2 separate regions of the Triticum aestivum genome follow, and region 1 is linked to region 2. A link is a contact called in public Hi-C data. All regions are on one chromosome and are shown on one strand. The core of a region is the stretch at or near the end of the contact, and the rest is flanking DNA. Distances in the headings are between cores, read along the strand shown. Region 1 holds the start of LOC123104840 (ervatamin-B). Region 2 has its middle 21 kb from the start of LOC123104838.

Region 1 (4,892 bases), core at 2,139-4,638, 120 kb before region 2:
GTCGAAGACGAGCAGGCCACGGCACGGCTTGCCGGTCAGCACCAGGTGCTCGCCGGCAAGGTTGCCCACGCTGAGCAGCTTGCGGGCGGCGGCGGCGGGCGGCGCGTCTCCGTCCTCGGGAAGCGAGCAAGCGTAGAAGGACGTGGCGACACCCTTCTCTGTCGGCGAGAAGAAGACGATCTCGGGGTGGCGCGCGGCGGCTGCTCGGGCAGCGTGCGCGGCGACGAAGTGACCGGAAGCGAGGGCCGCATTCCACGCCCGGCAGACTGATCTGCAGCGCACGGCTGCGGCCACCGGCAGGCGCGAGGATCTCATCGACGCTCAGCTCTTGGTTCAGCGGCGGAGGCGGTTCGCCGTGCGACGACCTGGTCCTGGAATTTGCCTGCGAGGTTGCCATCGTACGTCTGCGGGTAGTAAGTACTATTTGATGCGAGGTGTTGGCGACCAACGTTCGTACGTACATAGTACTACTATGTGCTTATATAGGCGAACGAACGAACGAACGTTCAATGTCGGACTGTAAAACCGTGTCCGGCCGTGCCAAGGAGTCCGTCCCTACATGCTCTCGGTTGGACACGTCAGCCATTTTCGCTAGAACTGGCGGGAGCACATCGTTCAAATGTCGGATTAATTTGCACAGAGTCACGTTATCCGTGATGACCACGAACGCTGGCCGGTGTCGAGGGGTGCGCACTCAAAGTTGACTAGACCACCAACACGAGGAGAGGCATGGACGTGGACGACCAGGCTGGGGTAGCCTCACACGATTTTGGCGCACGTGCGTCAATTTAAATATTCACTGCATTTCCGAAAATGGTTTCGAAGGGTTAAAATATGTGGCCTTAAATGTTGTTTGGAAATATGTTCAATCAATCGTGAATATGTTCATGCATTCCGGAAAATATTTGCAACACATTCAGAATGTTCTGTCTTCCAAGAACAAAGATGATAATCAAGTTTACGTGAAGTTTAAAATATTTTCCGGAATGTGACTAGACCACCATTCAGAATGTTCTGTCTTCCAAGAACACATTTCGAAAAAGTTTATGTGAACAAAGAAGAAGAAAACAAATAACTTGACATCTGATTGCTTGAAATATACCAAACCCATGAATTTACACATACCACGAGCCGACTTAGAAGGAAAATTACCAGAAGAATCGGGGTGTACAATCGTGCTGCAATGCTTGAATTTCTACAGCACATCCTTATACATTTCATACGAATTTTGTAATATAGTATTTGTGTTGTCAAGTAAATTAGAATCTATACTTACTTCCTTGGGTTTTGATGTCACAGTGTTGAGTCCATTGTTTACTTTTGCAAAGAGAGAAACACAATTTTCCTTTTTGATTTGTCATCATGTTTCACATTAATTTTGGAAAACAACTCGACTATAGTAATTTATCTAAAAAAAGAGCTCAAAGCAACAAGAAAAAACATAAACATCAAAGATTCCTGATAAACCTAGTGTCAAAAATGCTCTTGTATTATGGGACGGATGGAGTACCAAAGAACTATAAAATCATCACCTCTATCTCCACCTTTTTGCATTGCAATGTTCTTCCATGTCTTAGTAAAGAAGCTGAAAGAAAGGTCACAACGATGATGCAAGGGGAGTAACTCATTTTCAAGGGCCCATCAATATTTTTTTTCGAGCCATAAGCAGGCCCACATAGTATTCATATCTGAATCTAGCTTTGTCACATATGGAGCATTGGAGCCCATTAGCTTCTTGTGGTCCATGTGTTGTCCGGTATTATTCTTTTCGACGAGAAGGGACTACATGCCACCCCTTATCATGTTTACTCCTATATGCCTAAGAGAGACATCCCAACTAACTTATATCTAAACATTCAAGTATGCCATCTCACTATATAATTATAAATAGGATAAGATCCATATCAACATGCAATCATGCATGAAAAAAGACTCACCACAAATATTCAACCGTGCATGGAAAAATGTTTTCCATTTAAATATGATATTCAATAGATATTGTTACAACCATACATAATCAAATGCAATGAGTCATATGTACTCCCTCGGTCCCGTAATATAATAACGTTTTTGACACTAGTGTAGTGTCAAAAACTCTCTTGTATTCTCAAGATGATATGCCGTCTCAGCCTTTCGGAGGAGCTCATAGAGGTAGGATGTGCGTGTGTGCGTTCATAGGGGTGAATGTATGCGCGTATATATGAGCGCTTGCGTCTGTACTAAACTCTCTTATATTCTGGGATGGAGGGAGTAGTATTTTTAATTTTGATTCTCATGTTATCAGCCAAAAATTTTATCAGCCAATTACCACAGCAACGCGAGGGGTATCCTCTAGTTTATATAGATCTGTGTTAGTAATTATCCATTCACCTTTTAACCTACAAGGAATTGCTATAGTTGCCCTCTATGGTGGACATAGAGATGATTTGAGTGTGGCATATTTCAGGATAACTGTTTTTCAGTCTGCACAAACATGACAAAACTTAGCAGTATTGACAATTCAGTAGCTAGTTCGGCAAAAATCTCTCAAGCAAGCAATAGCTCACTCACTGATCTCACTTGTGAAAAAAGGGGCGACCTATTCACCAGATATCTGAAAACAAACACTCAGTTTCTTCTTCTTGCGCATGATGTTTTGCGTCCCAGGCCGCCGATTACCGCCAGCCGGATTACCACCCCAGTGGCGTAGCCAGGCCCTAGGCTACAGAGGCCATGGCATTGGGCGTGGCTGCTCGATCGATTGTTCGTTGACTGTAGCTAGAAAACACTATCTTGACACTGTTCAGTACTGTACACAGCTGTTGGCCCGCGGCGTGTTCCCAAGCTAGCTATGAACTGACGTGGGTGGATTTTTGGAACCCCGTGTATTGGAGGATCTTATTTTAAATACTTTAAAAATCACATTTGAAGTTCCAAAAAAATCCAAAAAGAATGCTACATGATCATATGGATGTATACTACATACGTATGTGTAAAGTTTGTCGATGAAATAAGTAAACATGTAAGCTATACAAAAATAATAAAAAGCACTATTCATCTTTCCAAAATCAGGATTTAGTCATTTTTATGTAACTCACATGGTTACTTATTTGCACATCAAAATTTGCACATGTTTAATATACATCCATATAAACATGTTGATTTATTTTCAGAAATTTTTTGGAACTTTAAAATAACAATTTTGCACTAATAAAAATATAGGATTTCAATGCACCCGTCCTCTAAAATGACTTTTTGACGCAAGTAAAATTTTCAGGTACCTCATGTTTAGCAAATGCGTGAAAAAAAAGACACTCGATGACCGCACACGACTGGCACGACTGACATTCTTGTACCCACACATCAAACCGTTGCGCAGTTGTACCTCTATATAAGCGTGATGGATCGTTCATCAGATAAGCAGCCACCAACCATTCATACGGTCGTGGTCACGGCCATGGCTTCCTCCTTCTCCAAACGCTCCCTATGCCTCCTCCTCCTCCTGGCCGTCTTCCTCCATGGCTCGTCCGGCACGTCCCGCTCGGCCACCGAGGACACTGACCCGATGACGTCGCGGACGATGGAGCAGCGATTCCGGCGATGGAAGGCGGAGCACAACCGGACCTATTCCACCCCGGAGGAAGAGCGCCACCGCCTCCGCGTCTACGCCGACAACATGCGCTACATCGAGGCCACCAACGACGACGCCGGCGCCGGGCTCACCTACGAGCTCGGCGAGACCGCCTACACCGACCTCACCAGCGACGAGTTCATGGCCATGTACACGTCGCGGGCGCCGCCCCTCTCGGACGACGACGACGCGACGATGATGATGATCACCACCCGCGCCGGCCCGATCGACGCCGGTGGCCGCCGGCAGCAGGTGTACGTGAACGAGTCGGCCGGCGCGCCGGCGAGCGTTGACTGGCGAAAGAGAGGCGCCGTCACGGCGGTGAAGAACCAAGGCCAGTGCGGTACGTTACGCTACGTGGATGGTGGGCCGTCGCCATCCACGTATCCATCGTTCATTTCTTCCCTTGGTCTCCAATTATTGTGTCCTCCTCCCTGTAAACACATGGCTGTCTGCGATCCACATGCTTGCATGTGCTCCTGCTGCCTGGCTAGCTGCTTCATCATTAGGGATTACACAATTGCTTACTTAACTGTCATACACACTGTTAATTGTCAACTGAGCATTATAGTATTAGACAGTTGGCCAATTTGCGGGGTCTCTTGTGGATGTATTCACACCTAATATGCAGAAAAAAAAAGAAGCATTTCCTTGTCGGTGGGGTCCAGGGTTTGAAATTTCAAAAAGAAAAGGTTTTTAGACCTTATCGAACTGACCGGTTTTTATTTTTGTTGGAAATGATTCGAATAACATCACCATATTTTAAGGGTTTTTTAATGAAAAGTTGAATCCATTTGAAATACACTTATAATTTTAAAATATATATTACGGTGACCATCAATTTTTTTTGTCAAAGTTTGAACCTTGTGATGGTCGATCATATGATTTGAGGGACAATATAAGCGGCTATCAAATTTTATCTCATAGTTCTTGTGTGTGTTATAAATTCATTATCTTTGACAGGATCGTGTTGGGCATTCTCCACCGTAGCGGTGGTCGAAGGAATCTACCAAATCCAGACTGGGAAACTTGCCTCGCTCTCAGAGCAAGAGCTGGTGGACTGCGACAAGTTGGACCATGGTTGCAATGGTGGAGTGAGCTATCGTGCGCTGCAGTGGATCACCTCCAACGGCGGCATCACCTCCCAGGAAGACTATCCATACACGGCAAAGGACGACACTTGTGACACCACAAAGCTTTCGCACCATGCCGCTTCCATCTCAGGCTTCCAACGTGTGGCAACGAGGAGCGAGCTATCGTTGACAAACGCGGTGGTCATGCA
Region 2 (4,550 bases), core at 1,769-4,268:
GGGCGTTAAACGATAGCGCTTGTTGGGAGGCAACCCAACTTTATTTTTATTCCTTTCTTTTTGCTCCTGTTTAGTAATAAATAATTTATCTAGCCTCTGTTTTGGTTTTGTTTTTTGAGCCAAGTAGAACCGTTGGGAAGACTTGGGGAAAGTTTTGTTGAACTTGCTGTAAAAAACAGAAACTTTAGCGCTCACGAGAACTGATTTAATTTTTATTTGGAGAGTTCTATTTAGTTAATTGTTTTTTAAGATGATTAATAGATAAATTCCTCACGTCCAGCAATTTATTTTAGAATTTTTGGGGTTCCAGATATTGCGCTAGCTACAGATTACTACAGACTGTTCTGTTTTTGACAGATTCTGTTTTTCGTGTGTTGTTTGCTTATTTTGATGAATCTATGGCTAGTAAAATAGTTTGTAAACCATAGAGAAGTTGGAATACTGTAGGTAGAACACCAATATAAATAAAGAATGAGTTCATTACAGTACCTTGAAGTGGTCTTTTATTTGCTTTCGCTAACGGAGCTCACGAGATTTTCTACTTTAAGTTTTGTGTTGTGAAGTTTCAAGTTTTGGGTAAAGATTTGATGGATTATGGAACAAGTAGTGGCAAGAGCCTAAGCTTGGGGATGCCCCGGAAGGCATACCCTCTTTCATCTACTTCTATCAGTAACTTTACTTGGAGCTATATTTTTATTTACCACATGATATGTGTTTTGCTTGGAGCGTCTTGTATGATTTGATTCTTTGCTTGTTTGTTTACCACAATCATCCTTGCTGTAGACACCTTTCGAGAGAGCCATACATGATTTGGAATTTGTTAGAATACTCTATGTGCTTCACTTATATCTTTTGGCCCTTTTCTTTTTCTTTTTGATGTATTGGTTTTTGCTCTGTTTTTTCTTTTTGGAGTGGTTCTGTGGCTTTGTCACCTGGGAAATCATCCTCATTTCCCCTCCCAAGTGGCTCATCATCCTAAAACTTTGCCAAGATCATGTCACTCCACTGGTTGACCAAACCCTAATTTCTTTTCTAGGGAGAATTCATTTTTCTATTAAAGGAATAATCCTATCTACCCTAGGTTGTGAAGCAACCTATATTTCGGTCCATCCAAAAATCCCCAAATAATTCTTATAAATTGTTTGGGTCATATCTTCCTTAAATATGGCAAAATATTTTATTAGCCATATTTTCCATCGTTCTCAATAAATTCATTTCCTATCCTGTCCTAAATGGCACATTGTGAAGCAAGTGCTATTTATCTTTACCCATTTAACCCCAAACTTTTTGTACATCTTATCCTATCCAAATAATTGACTTGTGCCAAAATTAAACTTTATTTTCCTAGCCAAACTTCCTCGGTGATTTTTCAAAGATCCTGTCTAAGGGAAGCCTTTGTGAAGGAAGTGCTAGCTAGGATTATCCAAATGAGTTGAAATTTTGCACACTCCTTAATGTGCTCATATAATTGCTCTACTCCAAATTTCAGCTCCATCCCTTGATCTATGTGAGCTCAACATCAAATCTTTGATACTGTCAATATTTTTCAGGTTGTGAAGCAAGTATATTTTATATTGCTTCATTTTGCCTGAAAATTTACCAGAGCATTCTCCTACCCAAATAACTTCTCTACACCAAATTTGGCACCAGTTCACCTAGCCAATATTTCTCTAAAATTCTTGCAAGATTCTGGCCAGTGAAGATAGTCGTGAAGGAAGTACCATTTTGGTAAATCTATTTGGTATGAAATTTTTACAGCGCCTTTATCTAGCCAAATCACTAAGCCCTGCCAAGTTTGACCTCAAGTGGTTACTCCATGTAAGTGCATCATCCAAATATTGATTCTGGACACATAATGTGAGTTACAAAGCAACTATGTTAGTTTGTGCTCCATTATGCCTCAAAACCTCCAGGATCATAGTCCTTCCTTAGTTAATCACCCCAGACAAACTCTTTGGCGCCAGTAAAATACCTGTTGATCACCAGTGTTCACCCAAGTTTACTGCAGTAAACTTCAGAGGGTGATTACCTTTTAACCATAGCTCTTTTAACTGATCTACCACCATAGTTGAGACCTACCCTGGATGAACTTACCCGTAGACAACATTTTACAGCCCATCTCCCCCACTACATGCCAGTGCACGCGGTGACCGCATTAATGGCAAGCCTGTGCGCGTGCTCTGCTACCGTTGGCCGCGTCCAGAATGGCTTCTTGCTCGGGCCCCTCCTCTGCTCGGCGTCTCAGCAAGCACGGGAATTTCCCCTAGCTTCCCCTCGTCGTCGCCGTTCTCCTGGACCCCTCTCCCCCTCGGTCTGCTTCCTCACCAACGCAAGTCGCCGCGCGCCCACGGGTGCACTGTGGCCGATCGAGCTTTTATGGCGCTCGGCTTCTTCCTCTACTTCTCCTTTGGCCTCCTCCTCCTTGTGAGCTCTCCTCTATGCCTCCCTCGTCGCCTGCCTCCGAGCTCGCAAGCGCGGGCACGCGTCCGCGGCGCCGAACACGCGTCTGCGGCGACGCTAGCGCGATACCTCGTCCCGCGGCTATATAAGCCAACTCCGAGCTCCCTCGACCACACCAGCAGCCTCACTCCTCTCTCCTAGTCCTCCTAGCCCCTTCCCTGAGCACCAGAACCCCTCCTCGACCTCCATTGGCACCATGGCCGTCGTTCGGCTCCGCTCAAATTCGAGCTGGGCAGTGCCCCTCACCCTCTCTTTACACCACCAGTAGACTCCTCCTCCACCTAGACTTCGCCCCCGTGCTCTCCCTCCCCTCCGGTGGCCTTCTGCCATGAGCTCGCTGCCGGCCAAAGATCGCCGTTCGCCGCGGCTGGCCGCCCGCTCAGCCGAGCCCTTCCCCGCGACTCTATCTTGCCTGGATGGATCCGCCCCATCGCGCTGATCACTCCGGTAGGTCGCACGCCGCGAGAGGTGGCCGGAGTCGTCGGGAATCCGCGTCAGGCCGCCAGTCTCGTCTGTGCATCGCGGGCGAGCGGGAGGAGGAAGAAGGAGCCAGGCCAGGCAGGCCCCATCTCCACGCGGCCCCACCTGTCGGCGGGTACACATTGACCCCGCCTGCCTAGCTGGATAAGTGACGGGCCCCACAGCCCGTGGGACCCGCCCGTCAGCGACCACGCGCCCGGTCCCGCCTCTGCCTAGTCAGATAAGTGGACACGTATCCTCTGGAATACGTTTTCCTATACAAAAAGCGTACTTTGGTTAACTGCGACTGAAAATACATTTCCCGTTTCTAGAAACGTATTTCAGCTGTAGGCGCTTTCAGTTTTTCTGTTTAAGCCCAGGCTGAAAAATATTTCTTTATAGATGGGTCCCTGGCACAAAAACAACTATATCTTTTTATTCCCAACTCCAAATGAGGTGAATCCAACGCCCACTTCTTCGTCTCGTCGAGTCCGTTCTGTTGGTATCATTTTCATTATGTTTCAACATTCTGAAATTGACCATTTTTCCCTTGCACTTAATCAGCCCCCTCTGAGAGAGAACGTTTTCCGGCAACTCTTTCCGCTAGCTTCTCGCACTTCTTCCCAGTGATTTCTTCCACCCCAGGCAAGCCACACCCTCCATTTGCATGATTGCAATGCAGTGACATGGTTTCTTTATTTAAACTTGTTTAAAATATTGTTCTAGCTACTTGTGATTTGTTCATGGCATATTTCAGAGTATTGTTTTGATCTTGCTATTGCCATGATATTGCTTGGAGTTCTAGGACATACATTTTGATGAGTATGTGGATGACATGTGCCTTTGGATTCTTAGTGGCTATTATGATTGTTTTCATGATGGTATCTGGTATTATTTTGAAGTATTACTTTGGATATCATGTTGCCTTTGGATTATTAGTGGCTAGAGTTATTTTCATCATGATGCTAGATGATATTATGTTTTGGAGTATGATGTTGGAGGTGATGCTTGCATGTGGATCATAGTTGGATAATTAGTTCTTGACATTTGAGTAGTAGTTTTATCGTTATTGGATTCATCATGATAGTAGTGTTATGTTGTTCTCGGAGTATTTTGGTATGATGATATTATGCTCAAATGATTTGTTGGATATTGCTATGACTTGGATTATAGTTTGATAGTTGATATCGGAGTAGCAGTTATCACAGTTATATTTTGGGGATAAATTTCGTCATTAAGTTGGTCAGGTGCCATCGAACCGGGCTTTTCCAATGCAACCACATTTGCCTTTATGGGAAGGCCCTAATGCGGTCTATTGTCGTGCCTCTCGCCGGTGCCTCCAACATAGGGAAGGTTATGGGCACGCGCTACCCTGATCAGGTAGGCGGACATGAACCTTGTGAGCCCGAGTTGTTTTGCGCGCTTTGTCCCTGTTTGGGACCGTTTTTGCCACGACGGTGGCCGTAACACCTTTGGTAGGCATGGGCCACCCAGGACTGAACCCAAAAGGGGTGTTGGTCGGAGTGGCCGGGAGAGTGTCATGGCAGTAGATCGGTTTTGTCAGAATGCCGTTGGTCCACCCGAATGGGAGTGCGAGGCCATGGGTTCCGTGGTGTGGGTAAAGTGTGCTA

What was found. Hi-C and Micro-C count contacts between places; a contact is called where the count stands out from the background.
Region 1: a contact with region 2 is called in a Hi-C map of leaf, with 3 times the contacts expected there. The contact joins the promoter of LOC123104840 here to the enhancer-like site in region 2. A contact is called at or near these places in 4 of 5 Hi-C or Micro-C datasets (leaf and an unstated tissue) and 1 of 1 datasets of contacts at active chromatin or transcription factors (leaf).

What each region holds. Positions count from the first base shown.
Region 1 is chr5A:567,652,448-567,657,339 of IWGSC CS RefSeq v2.1, reverse strand. It overlaps LOC123104840 (ervatamin-B), which reads left to right and starts at 3,388. Exons shown (of 2, transcript XM_044526748.1): 1 at 3,388-3,953; 2 at 4,574-4,892. The coding sequence starts at 3,437. LOC123101564 reads right to left here and starts at 435. Exons shown (of 4, transcript XM_044522954.1): 1 at 1-435. The coding sequence starts at 315.
Region 2 is chr5A:567,528,094-567,532,643 of IWGSC CS RefSeq v2.1, reverse strand. No RefSeq gene overlaps it. Among protein-coding and RNA genes, the nearest start is that of LOC123104838, 21 kb to the right of the region's middle. Within about 2 kb of position 3,018, at least 7 of the 8 cell types and tissues checked have an H3K27ac peak or open chromatin away from gene starts, as enhancers often do. A contact at or near this core is called in leaf, where this site is marked.